Regions from separate parts of the Mus musculus genome. Here region 1 is linked to region 2. A link is a contact called in public HiCAR-type data. All regions are on one chromosome and are shown on one strand. The core of a region is the stretch at or near the end of the contact, and the rest is flanking DNA. Distances in the headings are between cores, read along the strand shown. Region 1 overlaps 4933417E11Rik (RIKEN cDNA 4933417E11 gene). Region 2 has its middle 7.3 kb from the start of Gm30308.

The links. HiCAR-type assays count read pairs that join an accessible place to other places.
Region 1: a HiCAR-type map of fibro-adipogenic progenitors shows a contact between it and region 2, with 3 times the contacts expected there. The contact joins two enhancer-like sites. A contact is called at or near these places in 1 of 15 datasets of contacts at CTCF or cohesin (the NIH/3T3 cell line), 2 of 484 Hi-C or Micro-C datasets (adipose-derived mesenchymal stem cells and uterus) and 1 of 115 datasets of contacts at active chromatin or transcription factors (fibro-adipogenic progenitors).

Annotation. Positions count from the first base shown.
Region 1 is chr1:71,969,124-71,974,816 of GRCm38.p6, reverse strand. The region is part of intron 1 of 4933417E11Rik (RIKEN cDNA 4933417E11 gene); the gene reads left to right. Among named protein-coding and RNA genes, the nearest start is that of 4933417E11Rik, 33 kb to the left of the region's middle. Within about 2 kb of position 2,691, at least 25 of the 459 cell types and tissues checked have an H3K27ac peak or open chromatin away from gene starts, as enhancers often do. A contact at or near this core is called in fibro-adipogenic progenitors and uterus, where this site is marked.
Region 2 is chr1:71,803,202-71,809,309 of GRCm38.p6, reverse strand. No RefSeq gene overlaps it. Among named protein-coding and RNA genes, the nearest start is that of Gm30308, 7.3 kb to the left of the region's middle. Within about 2 kb of position 1,494, at least 36 of the 459 cell types and tissues checked have an H3K27ac peak or open chromatin away from gene starts, as enhancers often do. A contact at or near this core is called in fibro-adipogenic progenitors and uterus, where this site is marked.

The DNA of each region.
Region 1 (5,693 bases), core at 1,442-3,941, 160 kb before region 2:
AAGCTCCTTACAAACTGGAACATCTTCCCTCACAGTGTTCAATTTGCTATTGGCTCCTTCTCCCCTTTTTCTGATGCTTGATAGTGAACCCAGGACTTTATTATTAATATTTCCATTTTAGTCTATTTACCTCACCATTATTTTTTATGTTTAGAAATCAATTTTATGTTCTTTCTTTCTGTTTCGTACGAGTTGTATATAGTAATGATTCATTATGCCACCCTCGTACAGGTATGAAATGTCTTTTGATCATATTCACTCCTGTTAATCTGTCTAATTCCCTACCTACTTCTCATCTCCTCCTGCCTCTTGGGTCTTTTTTGGTGACCCAGTGAATTTCATCGTAGCTGCTCTTAGGAGCATGCATGAAGCGTTATTTATAGGAGTTTAAGCCTGTCAGTGTCTATCCCATTGAAGGAAATTTATTTCTTTCCCCCAGCAACTGTTAACTGAGTTGTTTATAGGACCTCAAGGAACGGTGGGGCTTTGTGAGCCCTTCTTCCTCCATGACAGAATGTTCATGGATCTAACTCTGTGAGAGTTTCATGCGGGTACACAGAGCTGTCTGCCGTGAGTTCAGTGCCCATGCTGTACCTGGAGGGCATTATTCCACAACACTCCCTCCTTTCTGTAGCTCTAGTGGTTTTCAGCCCCTCTTCTATGGTGTTTCTTGAGCCTTGGAGGGGGTGATACAGATGTCCCACTTAGGAATGAGCATTCAGCAAGTACTTGTTTTCTGCATTCTTATGAGCCTCTGCAGTTACTGCTGCTTATAGCAAAATGCTGCTGTGACCCAATCTGGCTTTAATAGTTTATATCAAATGATCAGCTGTCATTACAATGTGTCTGCTTTCACATGTGACAAGTGCTTCTTTCAGCTTTCAATAACTCCTTTTTGTTTTGTATAGCTATTGTTTTAACCATAATATGTCATGCAGAATGTGCTTTCTGGTCCTGTCCATTTGCATCTTATACCTCTGTGGGCATCTCCTTCTCACGATTCGGGAAATTTTCTTCTATGATTTTATTGTGTACTTTTCTATGCTTTCAGCTTAGAATTTGTTTCCTTCTTCCAGGCTTGTAATTTGTAGATTTGGTGTTTTCATCATGTCCCAAGAGTGCTGTTCATTCTGTTCTTATATTTTCAAAGAATTATTATTTTCTTTTATTAAGTGATCTGACCCCTTGTCTTTGGCTTCAAGCCCTGAAGTTCTTCCTTGCTCATGTTGCAGGAGACTTTCTACTGAGCTTTTGATTAGACCACTTAAAACTTTCATTTCCAGCTTCATTTCAGACTGGGTTTTCTTTGGTAGCTCTTTTTATTGGATTCTTTTTTTATATCCCGATTTATCTCCCTTATTTCCTTCAGTTACGTTTTCTAGGACTTCTATCAGTTTATTCCTGTCTTCGCTAAGTTCATTAAGCTGCATATTCGCATCCTCTTGGAATTCTTTGAACATGTTTATAATCGCTACTTTGGATCCTTTGTCTTAAAATTTGTCCAAGTCATTCCCCACGGGACCCATCTCTAATGGGCTGGTAATTTGGGATGAGGGCATGTTGTTTGTTTTCATGTTACTTAATGTTTTTGCCACAGGGCCTGGGTACCTGGAGTTAGGTTGTTTGAGTTGTCTTTTTCTAAGTCTCTATAGGCCACTTAAACCTGAGATAAAGTGGTGGGTTAGACAGGTTAGAAGCAGGTCTCAAAGAGGTAGAGCCAAGGAAATGATATCTCTTACAAGAGCCATGAGAAGCAGGTGGCCCAGTAGGTTCTCCAAGGAGGCAGAAGGACACTGGCAGTCACCGGAAGTATGGCGAAGGCTGTGGCAGCTCCTCTTCCTTCTTCTCCTCCTCCTTTTTCTTCTTTCCTTGTATCATCCTTCTCTTCTCTTCTCTTCTCTTCTCTTCTCGTCTCGTCTCGTCTCGTCTCGTCTCGTCTCGTCTCTTCTCTTCTCTTCTCTTCTCTTCTCTTCTCTTCTCTTCTCTTCTCTTCTCTTCTCTTCTCTCTCCCTCCCTCCCTCCCTCCCTCCCTCCCTTCCTTCCTTCCTTCCTTCCTTCCTTCCTTCCTTCCTCCCTCTCTAACTCCCTCCCTCCCTCCCCCCTCTTTCTTTCTTTCTTTCTTTCTTTCTTTCTTTCTTTCTTTCTTTCTTTCTTTCTTTCTCTCTTTCATAGTTTCAATTATCATTTGGTCTTAAGTTCTCTTGCGACTGGTAAGCTGTAACATTTACTTTATAATTACTACATTATTTAATTAAAAACACATTTTTCTTATATACATTGTAAGAGCCATACCTAGACTCTTCATATATAATTTTGCTTCTCATTAATATTGTGTTTTTCTGCTTATGTTAGTGCTTATGCTCACCATTTTTCTTTCCATGTAAAACAGAGATCATTTAGAAATATAAAAGTCCACAATCCTGGGTTATGAATGCAATGAGCAGAGTTACTGTAATTCTGCCTTTTACCTTCTCAGTGTCTTCTGAGAGCTTCTCATAGACTTGACAAAGCCACTCTTCACATTAGGAGAAAATGATGAAATCTAAAAGCACAGGAGGTGGTCCAGAGATTCGAAAGCCCAGGAGGCCCACAGAGTCAGCTGACTCGCCCCACACTGCCAAGGACAGACTCACTCTTCTTCAGCCCTCTTCTCTGGGCTCATCTGAGTAAGTTCTCTGGGGATCTTTTATGTGATTCCATTGCTAAGAGGAGGAAGAATTTTTGGCTTAGAAACCACACGAATGGGCCAACTCACTGCCTGCGAGGTAGTGCTCATTATACAAAACTCTAAAATGTTCTTTTCGCCTAGATCAGCTGGGCTAAGTAATTTCAGATGGAACTGAGCACGGCCATTAGAGTTATAGTCAGGCTGAAGAATGCAAACAAATCACTTATCAGAATATTGTTTGTAAGAAGGATCAGGTGGCACCCAACAGCCCACCAATTCCACTCTGTACCCCGTGGGTTTTGTTGGCTTAGCCAGCCTCTTCATGAGGAATGTTGGTTTCTTAGTATAGACTTGGCATTTTTTTTTTATGTGTAGAAAAACATATGGCTATTTTAGATAATTGTGCTTGGTGCTGGTAATATTGTCACCTACTTCTCTTGTTACACATTCCAAAAGTATTGCCATATATGTGTCTCAAAGGAAGCTTAGCAAATCACAAGTGAATATTATATAGAGAATATTTCATATCTCTCTCTCTCTCACACACACACACTTCTTGGGTAAAGTACAAAATATCTTCTGTCATCAAGGATTCATTTGTTCACTGTTGTTTCTTGATTGGTAGAGGAAGTCCTGTTAGTGTGTTTTAACAGAGGTTAGCATCTTGAGCTCAACACAAGATGGAGAAGGACAGTGAATGGGTCCAGCAAGGCAATAGTAGGTTCCTGACTCGAAGATAAAAGTCCTTCTGTGTTGAAATGTATGTTTCTTGAACTTCAAAATGCATACTTGTGACCCGAGAATCTTACTGGCATTCGGGTTATGTTTTAGGAAGATGGGATGAGACCTGAGAAGATGAATTACTGTCAGGCTCTAGGTGATGCTGAGGGATGGAACTGGTTTGGAATAGCAAAGTTACAGTTCCTTTCTTTGGTCTCAAGACTTGTCAGGGATGAGCGTCTAGGTTGTATTGTGTACAGCAGCATTTCTTGCATACCTAGAGGAGAGGTGCCTTGCTCTCTTCCTTTCTTCCCCAAGCAAGAACAGCACAGAAGCAGCAGCAATTGCCAGAAATGGGTCGGCAGTATTCTAAAGGAGTAAATGGCAGCTGGCAGTTGGCCTAAGTGGCCCATGGACAGATTAGAGATTGATGGCCTGAACTTGAGGAAGCAGAGACCAACTGACTCAGGAAAGTACATAAACTACCACCACCTTGGAGGATTCCCAGGGAAAGAGGCTGAGACCCAGCTTGTTTGATAAATGGAGTCTTGAGTTGCCATAAATAATAGAAAAAATGACCTTTCTTATTTATGTTTACAGGCTGGGGAAACCTGGACTTATGGCGAATGAGTCAGGCTGTGTGTGTATGTGTGTTGGGAGTTGCTGTGTTGACTGGCGTTTGCAATTAGCTGGTGATTATTGACCATCCTGAATGCAGTAGGATCTCTCCAGTAGTAGCAACCAATGGTCTTATGAATCGACACAGCACAAAAATGTCTTCGTCTGCGCATTGGCTGCTGACTTCATTCTTGCTTCCTGGCATTCCTGGAAATGGCCTTAAAGCAGAAGAATGTTGAGGGATGAATCATCTTCTTGTCTCCTGCAGAGGAAAGCCAACATTTACCTTCCCTTCCTACGCAATTGTGTTCTTGAATCTACAAGGCAGAATGTTGACAGGTTGACTTGAGACCAATGAATCAACAGGGAAATTACTGAATGAACGAATCTATAAAGTGAAATAGAGGTTTTGTCAGCACCATCCAGGCAGCAGATGGATGGAATTCAAGAAGGGACAGTGCTGAGACCTGACTGCACATTTTTCTTTTCTGAGTATTAATGATGGAGAGTAGTTTAATCTGTGAACTCTCTCTCTCTCTCTCTCTCTCTCTCTCTCTCTCCAAGAACCACATAAACAAAAAAATCTTGGGCCGAGGCAATGGCTCTGCTAGTAAAGTGCTTAATTTGCAGAGGACCAGAGTTAATCCTGAGCAACTCATGTAGACAAAGTTGAGTGTGGTGGTGGTAGGTGATTCTAGTGTTGGGGAAACAGAGACAGGTAGATCCTGGGCTTCACCAGCCAGTCAGCTTAGCCTACTTGGTGAATTATGGATCACGTGAGAGACTTTGCCTCAAAACCAACTAACCAACCAATCAATCAACCAACCAACCAACCAAACAACCAAACAACCGTCCCTCCTCCCAAGGTGAATAACACCCAAGGAATAACAGCCAAGGTACACCCACACTCATAGGTACATGGCATGCACACTAAAAAAAGAAAAGATTCCTTGATAAATGTCGGTTGGGAAGAGTATTTAGAATAGACTGATATAGGTGCCAAGTCTCTAGATAGGGAGGGGAGCCCAGTGAGAGATAAGGTAACGGTTAGCTGGAGTATGGACAAGAGATTCTCTATTAAAGACAAATACAAATGGGATTGTTACCACTACCACCACCCCCATATAGATGCCTATGTAGTATCTGCTGTGTGCTAGCTACTGATCTATGGGCCTTCAGTGAGGAAACCTTGTGTCAGGATTATGGACATACTCTCTCCAGAGCTTTGAATGTCCAAGGTACAGTAGCTTAGTAGCTCTATCCCTTCCCTCAGCATAAAAACGCAGTAAATTTTTATTTACTGAATAGACAGGGGGTGAAGAGATATGTTGTTACTTATTTTTACTTTCTTATTTCTTCTGGTAATTTACAACTTTATCAAGTATAGGTATTGATTGCTGGCTGGCTGGATGAATTTAGAGGTGGGTCTTGCTGTATTTCCTAAGAAGGCCTTGAACTTCTGGGCTCAAATGTCTCTCTAACCTCAGTCTCTTGAGTCGCTGGGACTAGAGGCATGTGCCACTGAATTAAATCTAGCTTAGATCAAATCAAGGGGAAAAGAGTTTCTGAAGTCGACACTAAGTAAAGGTGGTTTTGAAGAAGAGAGAAAGGAGGGTCTGGAGAGAGCTCAGTGGTTAAGAGCACTGGTTGATGTTCCAGAGGTCCTGAGTTCAATTCTCACAGCCCA
Region 2 (6,108 bases), core at 245-2,744:
ACCTTGAGACTCACTTGCTGGCACTTAAGTGTCAGCTTGACTCATCCTTTATAAAATTCTCCTTTTACATAATGCTTTGCATTTATTGGTTGGGGTTCTAATTATTTGACTTACTAACTCTTCTGTTATCCTAAAGTAAGATGTGAGTGAGAAAGATAAGGTAAATATTTTTTCCTCTCTGTATTTAGTAAGTTCCAGAATTACTTGCTATTCTCTCCTCTTTAACTTTGACAACATGGTGTGTGTGTGTGTGTGTGTGTGTGTGTGTGTGTGTGTGTGTGTGTGCATGTGATATAGCTGTGTTGGTGTGCAGGTGTGCACACATACTGAGGATAGAGGAAGACATCCATCCACTATACTACCCTATCATTAGTATAGGACAGGATCTTTTACTAAACTAGGAAGCCAGCAAGCCCAATCAGGCTTCTCCCCACCTCGGGTGGTGTTATGGCTACAAGTGTATGTGGCCATGACTGGCTTTTTAGGTACATGGTTGGGATTCAGACTCAGGTCTTCCTGTGTGCACAGGAAGTGCTCCTACTGAGCACTCCCACTTTTACACTTTGTTAATTTATATTTTTTAAAGTAGGAACTATATGAACTACATTTAAAAAAAAAAGAGGCCAATTAGCATCCTAAATTGAACAGTTGCCTTTTAATATAAACCTTACCACTGAAAATAGCCATGTCTTTCAGTATAGTGTGATCTTCTATCAAAATTTGAAACCGAATTTCAAGATGTATGGGGATTTTGTCATGTGTAAATAAAGGACCCAGAAAAATAAATTAAGGTTTTATCATCAACAACAACAACAACAAAAACAAAACTGTTTTGGAAATGAAAATACTCTCTGGTTGTCACCATTTTGATGGAACACATTCTGTTTGGACTGTTCAAAGGCAATGCCATAAAATAACATGTATTTTAATGTCACAGAAAGGTTATATTTAAAATTTTCTTAAAGTGAGTCTGGTAGCTCTCCCTGAATCTTCCTGAAGAAACTTCCCTTCCTCCCCAGTCTTTATCGGGAAGAGAAAGATTTACTCTGTAAAAATCAATATGTTGACCTGTTTCATTCATTTCCACTGAAAAGATTTGTCACTTCTCAGAAATGGAGATTAACCATGTTTGTGGAGTAGCTAGGTGTTTTCAACAATGGAACAACATGAGAACTGGGTCAGGGGCCAGAGTGGGGGTGGTCTTGATCTACTTTAAAACATTATGCAAAACTAAACTTAGGACAATTGTTTTCAATAGTCTTGTTAGACTACTCCCAGCTAGAATTTTTTCAACTAAAACACTTTTTTTTTTAAGTCATAAAAAGAGACAAGTGATTCTTGTATGACAATTTATAGAGGGTTTTTCTTTCCACAGTTTTCAAATTTGGTTTTGGATCAACTGTCTTACAAACCAGGCATATCACCCACGCCAAGGGGAGCGCTTGACAATCTTGCATGTAACTGATAGGCAGCAGGGAATTTTTTTTTCGGGCAGCAATTGTAAGTTTTCCTTGACTGCCAACATCTGCTTGCTAACGCCTGCACACATCCCCAGAGTGCTGAGTTTTGTAAACATTGTTTGATGATGACATACTGAAAATTACAAAAGTGTGTCTCTTTATCCACACCCAAAGCCCTCTGAAGAACATTTCATAGTTTTAGACTGTGGTCAGTAGGCTTTGGGGGAAACATTTGAGTTTCTTAACTCAAAATTAAATAGATCTTTTATTAAAAATAAATTCCTGAGCTATGCTTACAGGAAACGAGATGGCCACAAGCCATGAGGTCAATTTTGAAATAAAATGCTACAGAAATAAAGGTTGTTTCTTACAATTCTCCTGATAAGAATTGCTGCAAACTGAGTGAGGATATTATTTCATAGAACTAAGAATATGAATAGCCTTGCAATACATATATAAGTAGCCTGAAAATTATTCCTTTGACTTCTGTAGGATTGAAGACGCCACACTGCTCTACAGAGTAACATTCTGGCAAATCTCAATATTAAAGCAACATTCCTTTTAGCAGGAGAGAATGCAGAACTGAGCAACGATGAAAGGAACACTGTAGTTCTATGAGATTAAAGTTTAAACGTGCAGTGAATGCTGTCTTTCTGGCTAACTAAAATCTATAAGGCTGTCACCAGCAGAATCTAGGGGGAGGAGAGAAAAGGAAACCTTACCCAAGTCAAAGAAGCCTTTTCCAAGCCAAACTCTTACAAAGCCATGGGGATTCCTGAGACTGTGGCGTTCACATTTACATTCAAATCCCTCACAAATTAAGTAGCAAAAATGGTGAGCCAGCATTTTATGGGAAGGGAGAAACAGTTAGACAGAACAGACAGAGGGAAAACTGTAAACTTGTCATGAGTACCATGTGTGTTTCATGTGTTCATCCTGCCTGCTTCCTGTTCTCGGTATGCGATTCTCTGCGTAGGAGGGACATCACCACTGGAAGAACCCATCTGCTTATTTGCAAATAGGACAAAAGCTATTATAGAATGATAATAAATAAAAAGGCTAAAATGAAAGTGATAATGAGTTTCCTTGTATATTATATGATTGACCACCCTGTCTCAAAGAATCAGGCTGAAGAGCAATGGAGTGTGACTCCAGACATCAACTCCCAAGTGCAAACAAACACATGTGCACCCACACACGTGTGTGCCCACATACATGCAAACAATCATACACATGCATATTGCATACATAAACATGGAAATGTAGAACTTATTCCTAATTATAAAAAAACTTAAGCTTAGACTCCACATAGATAAGGGTATTATTTTATCCACTGCTGTATCAGTGATATCTACAACTTAGAGTGAGTATTGTATAAAAAATAAAGCACAGATGAGCACTTTAAGTGATAAAAATGAGACAGTATACTTTTCCCCAACCTATCATTCAGTTTATCCTTAGGATTGGAAAAAGGTAGCTTTTATTGGCCAGGAGATGTTGGAATGCAGTTTAGGGAATGATGAAGTGATATCGGTAGTGCTATGCTAACTACTGAATGTTCTTCAGCAGAGTAAATAGGAGCTAGTGATGCCCCCCCCCTTTACTGCCCTGACTGCAGATCAAGCCAACTGCCCAGGCATACAACCTGTGCGATGGTACAGGGCTCCATCTGTAGAAGGACCCAGAGTCGTCATCTTGAGACTTGCTTGTAGACAAGCAGCTTTGCAGTTTTTCCCATTGTTCTGATCTCTGATGATTCCATGGGCAGTCTTCCTGCAGACAGTTTCTGAGATAGCTGAGTTACCTAAAAATGCTGTATGGATGACCAGTAGTCCAACATGAAGAAGATAGCTTCTGATACTCAAATGTGAACTTATAACCTTTAGAAAAGTCAACAAAAGGAGTGTCAGGTCATATCCATTTTTGTCTTGCTTATTTAGATTTTCTCCCAACATTTGTCTGATGAAGAGTGATCGCCACTGGCTTCCTAGCAGCCTAGATCCTAGTAGGATTCTAAAATTCCGGTACGGTCTGGAACAGGGCGAGCTGTATTTTTACGGCTCTCAAGAACCATTCATCTACTCGACTAAACATTCTCCAAAGCCTCTAACTGCACTCGGTCGTCACTCCTTGTAAATGCAGAGATAATAGTACTCGGGAGAACTGTAAAGTCAGCTGCCTTTTGCTGAATGAAAGCCACATACTAGGGATTTGTAAGTCTCTAAAGTGAAGGCTTTGGTGGCACTCTGATGTAGTTTAGACATTTCAATCACATCACTGGCACTTGTCCTCGACTTTCAACATGCCACAAGTTTCACAGAAAATGTCCTGCAATAAAATACATCAAGGCACCCCATTGGCCACAAATTGAATTTTTTTCCTAAAGATTTGTTTATTTATTTTATGTATATGAGTACACTGTAGCTATGAGCCTTCATGTGGTTGCTGGGAATTGAGATTTTAGGACCTCTGCTCTCTCCGGTTGGCACTCGCTCAGGCCCAAAGATTTATTTATTTTTATACATAACTACACTGTAGCTATCTTCAGACACCACCAGAAGAGGGCATTAGATCTCATTTGGATGGTTGTGAGCCACCGTGTGGTTGCTGGGATTTGAACTCAGGATCTTCAGAAGACAGGTCAGAGCTCTTACCCACTGAGCCATCTCGCTAGCCCACAAACTGAATTCTTTATGGCTACAGTTTCCATTGGTGACGCAAGGCTGCCACTCCTTGCATTTAAACCTTAGAGACATTTGGAGTTTGGAAGTGTGTGAATGTCTTTACTCGTCAGCCACACAGTGTACGGTCAAGCACTCCATGTCAGTTGGAAGAGAAAGAGCACACTCCACTGCTAAACTCCCTCAACCAGTCCCAGCTGTATTTCAAGAAAACCATAAGTCATGTTCAGGAGCATCATGTACGCGTGCTTGCAAAACCTAAAGGCAACCCTTAAAGAGGGGAAAACTAAAGACTCTTCCTAAAACTGTATTATTTTGGTTAAAGGTATTTTTATCAAGAGTGTATTTTAGAGTAATTTCCTGAAATCCTTGAATGTGCCTCGTGCTAGGTTTGGATGGGTTGCCTTAGGACGAAACTTTTCCTACCTGCCGCTGGCCATCCTATCTCAAATATGACTGACCTCTGTCTGACCTCAGAAGTGTGTTTGTTCGTTGTGAGACACGGTTTCTCTGTATAGCTGCCTTGGCTGTCCTGGAACTCACTCTGTAGACCAGACTGTCTTCCAACTCACAGAGACCTGCCTATCTCTGCCTTTGGAGTGCCTCCATGCCTGGCTTCTGATCTCAGAAGCTAAGCAGGTCAGCCTGGTTACTATTTGGATAGGAGACATTTCTACAGGTTCCAGTTGGAGCATCTTCTTGCATTAAGTCTGCCTTTGTGTTGTGGAATGCTGGGCTCCAGGTGTGACATGGATGGAACCTTCTGGAATTCTTAACAGTTGTAATTACCAGCATGAGGCTTATAGAAGATTGGGCCCATTGACATTCCAGCATGGGAGGACAAGGGCTAACAAAGTCCTGCTTCTCCCTGACAGTGTGTAAGTGGTTAATGATCGCTGAAGGGGAAAGAATTGTCTTCACTGGTTTGGCTGACTTAAGCTTCCCATGCTCTGCTAAGCAACCTCTCACTCATGGCCCTGCAAGCCCAGTTAAATTCATCAGCTTACCAATTTAGACTTAGATCATATTAATTTTTGGGGGGGGGGGCAGTCTACTGTTATTGCCCTAATCTTGAGTGAGTACACGTTTGTTCAAATCTCCAAGCAAAGTTAATACAACTTCTTGAATGCAAACTTACAGTTAGACTCTTACTGTTAATTTCAGTAGTTCTTGCAACCTGGGAGACCCATTCTAGTTCTCAAACCATTCTGGGGCCTTTATGAAACCTACTTTACTGAAAGTAAAGTTTAACTTTCAGACCCTAATTGTCTCAGGCCTCTGGCCATCCTGACTGACTTCTGTAACATGACTTGGTGCTAACCTTCTATTCTTGTGTTTCAACTCTGTTTATATTCTCCAGTTCATCTCCAGAAATCTCAAGGAGTCAATCATTTATGAGCTGGATGCTAATGAACACTTCAGTCTTTCTTCCAGTGTCATCCTGGAAGCCTTTCCTTTCTTATCACCTACGCTACATCTCTTCAACACATAGTTTAAGACACTGTCATGAATACTACTCACACTCATCCTATTCGTTCTCTGTTCAGATCTTCTTTAAGAGAGAAACTTCTGGTGGGAGGAACACCACAGACCAAATGGCAAATGTGCATTAGAAGGTTTAGCAAGTAAGAGAAGAATGAACGGCTCAGCATAGCTCAGATATAAAGGGTGTCTTGAAAAGGGTGTGTCGATCAGGCCATAGGAATTGCTGAATCTGCATACTAATCTTGCATGTGCATTATTCTGATCTTGAGATGTGGTAACCATGGAAATACTATGAATGGGATGAAGAATCCCCATCCATTTGCTCTTTAGAGGGGTCAATCTTAGTAGATGAAGGATGACTTGGTTAGTGAAGACACAATAAAGATAACTTTGTTCAAAGAAGAAGAAAATCAAAACAAAGGGACATCATTTAACTCACAGTTCTGCTAAGGGAGGTTGTATGATCAAAGGGATATGGAGAA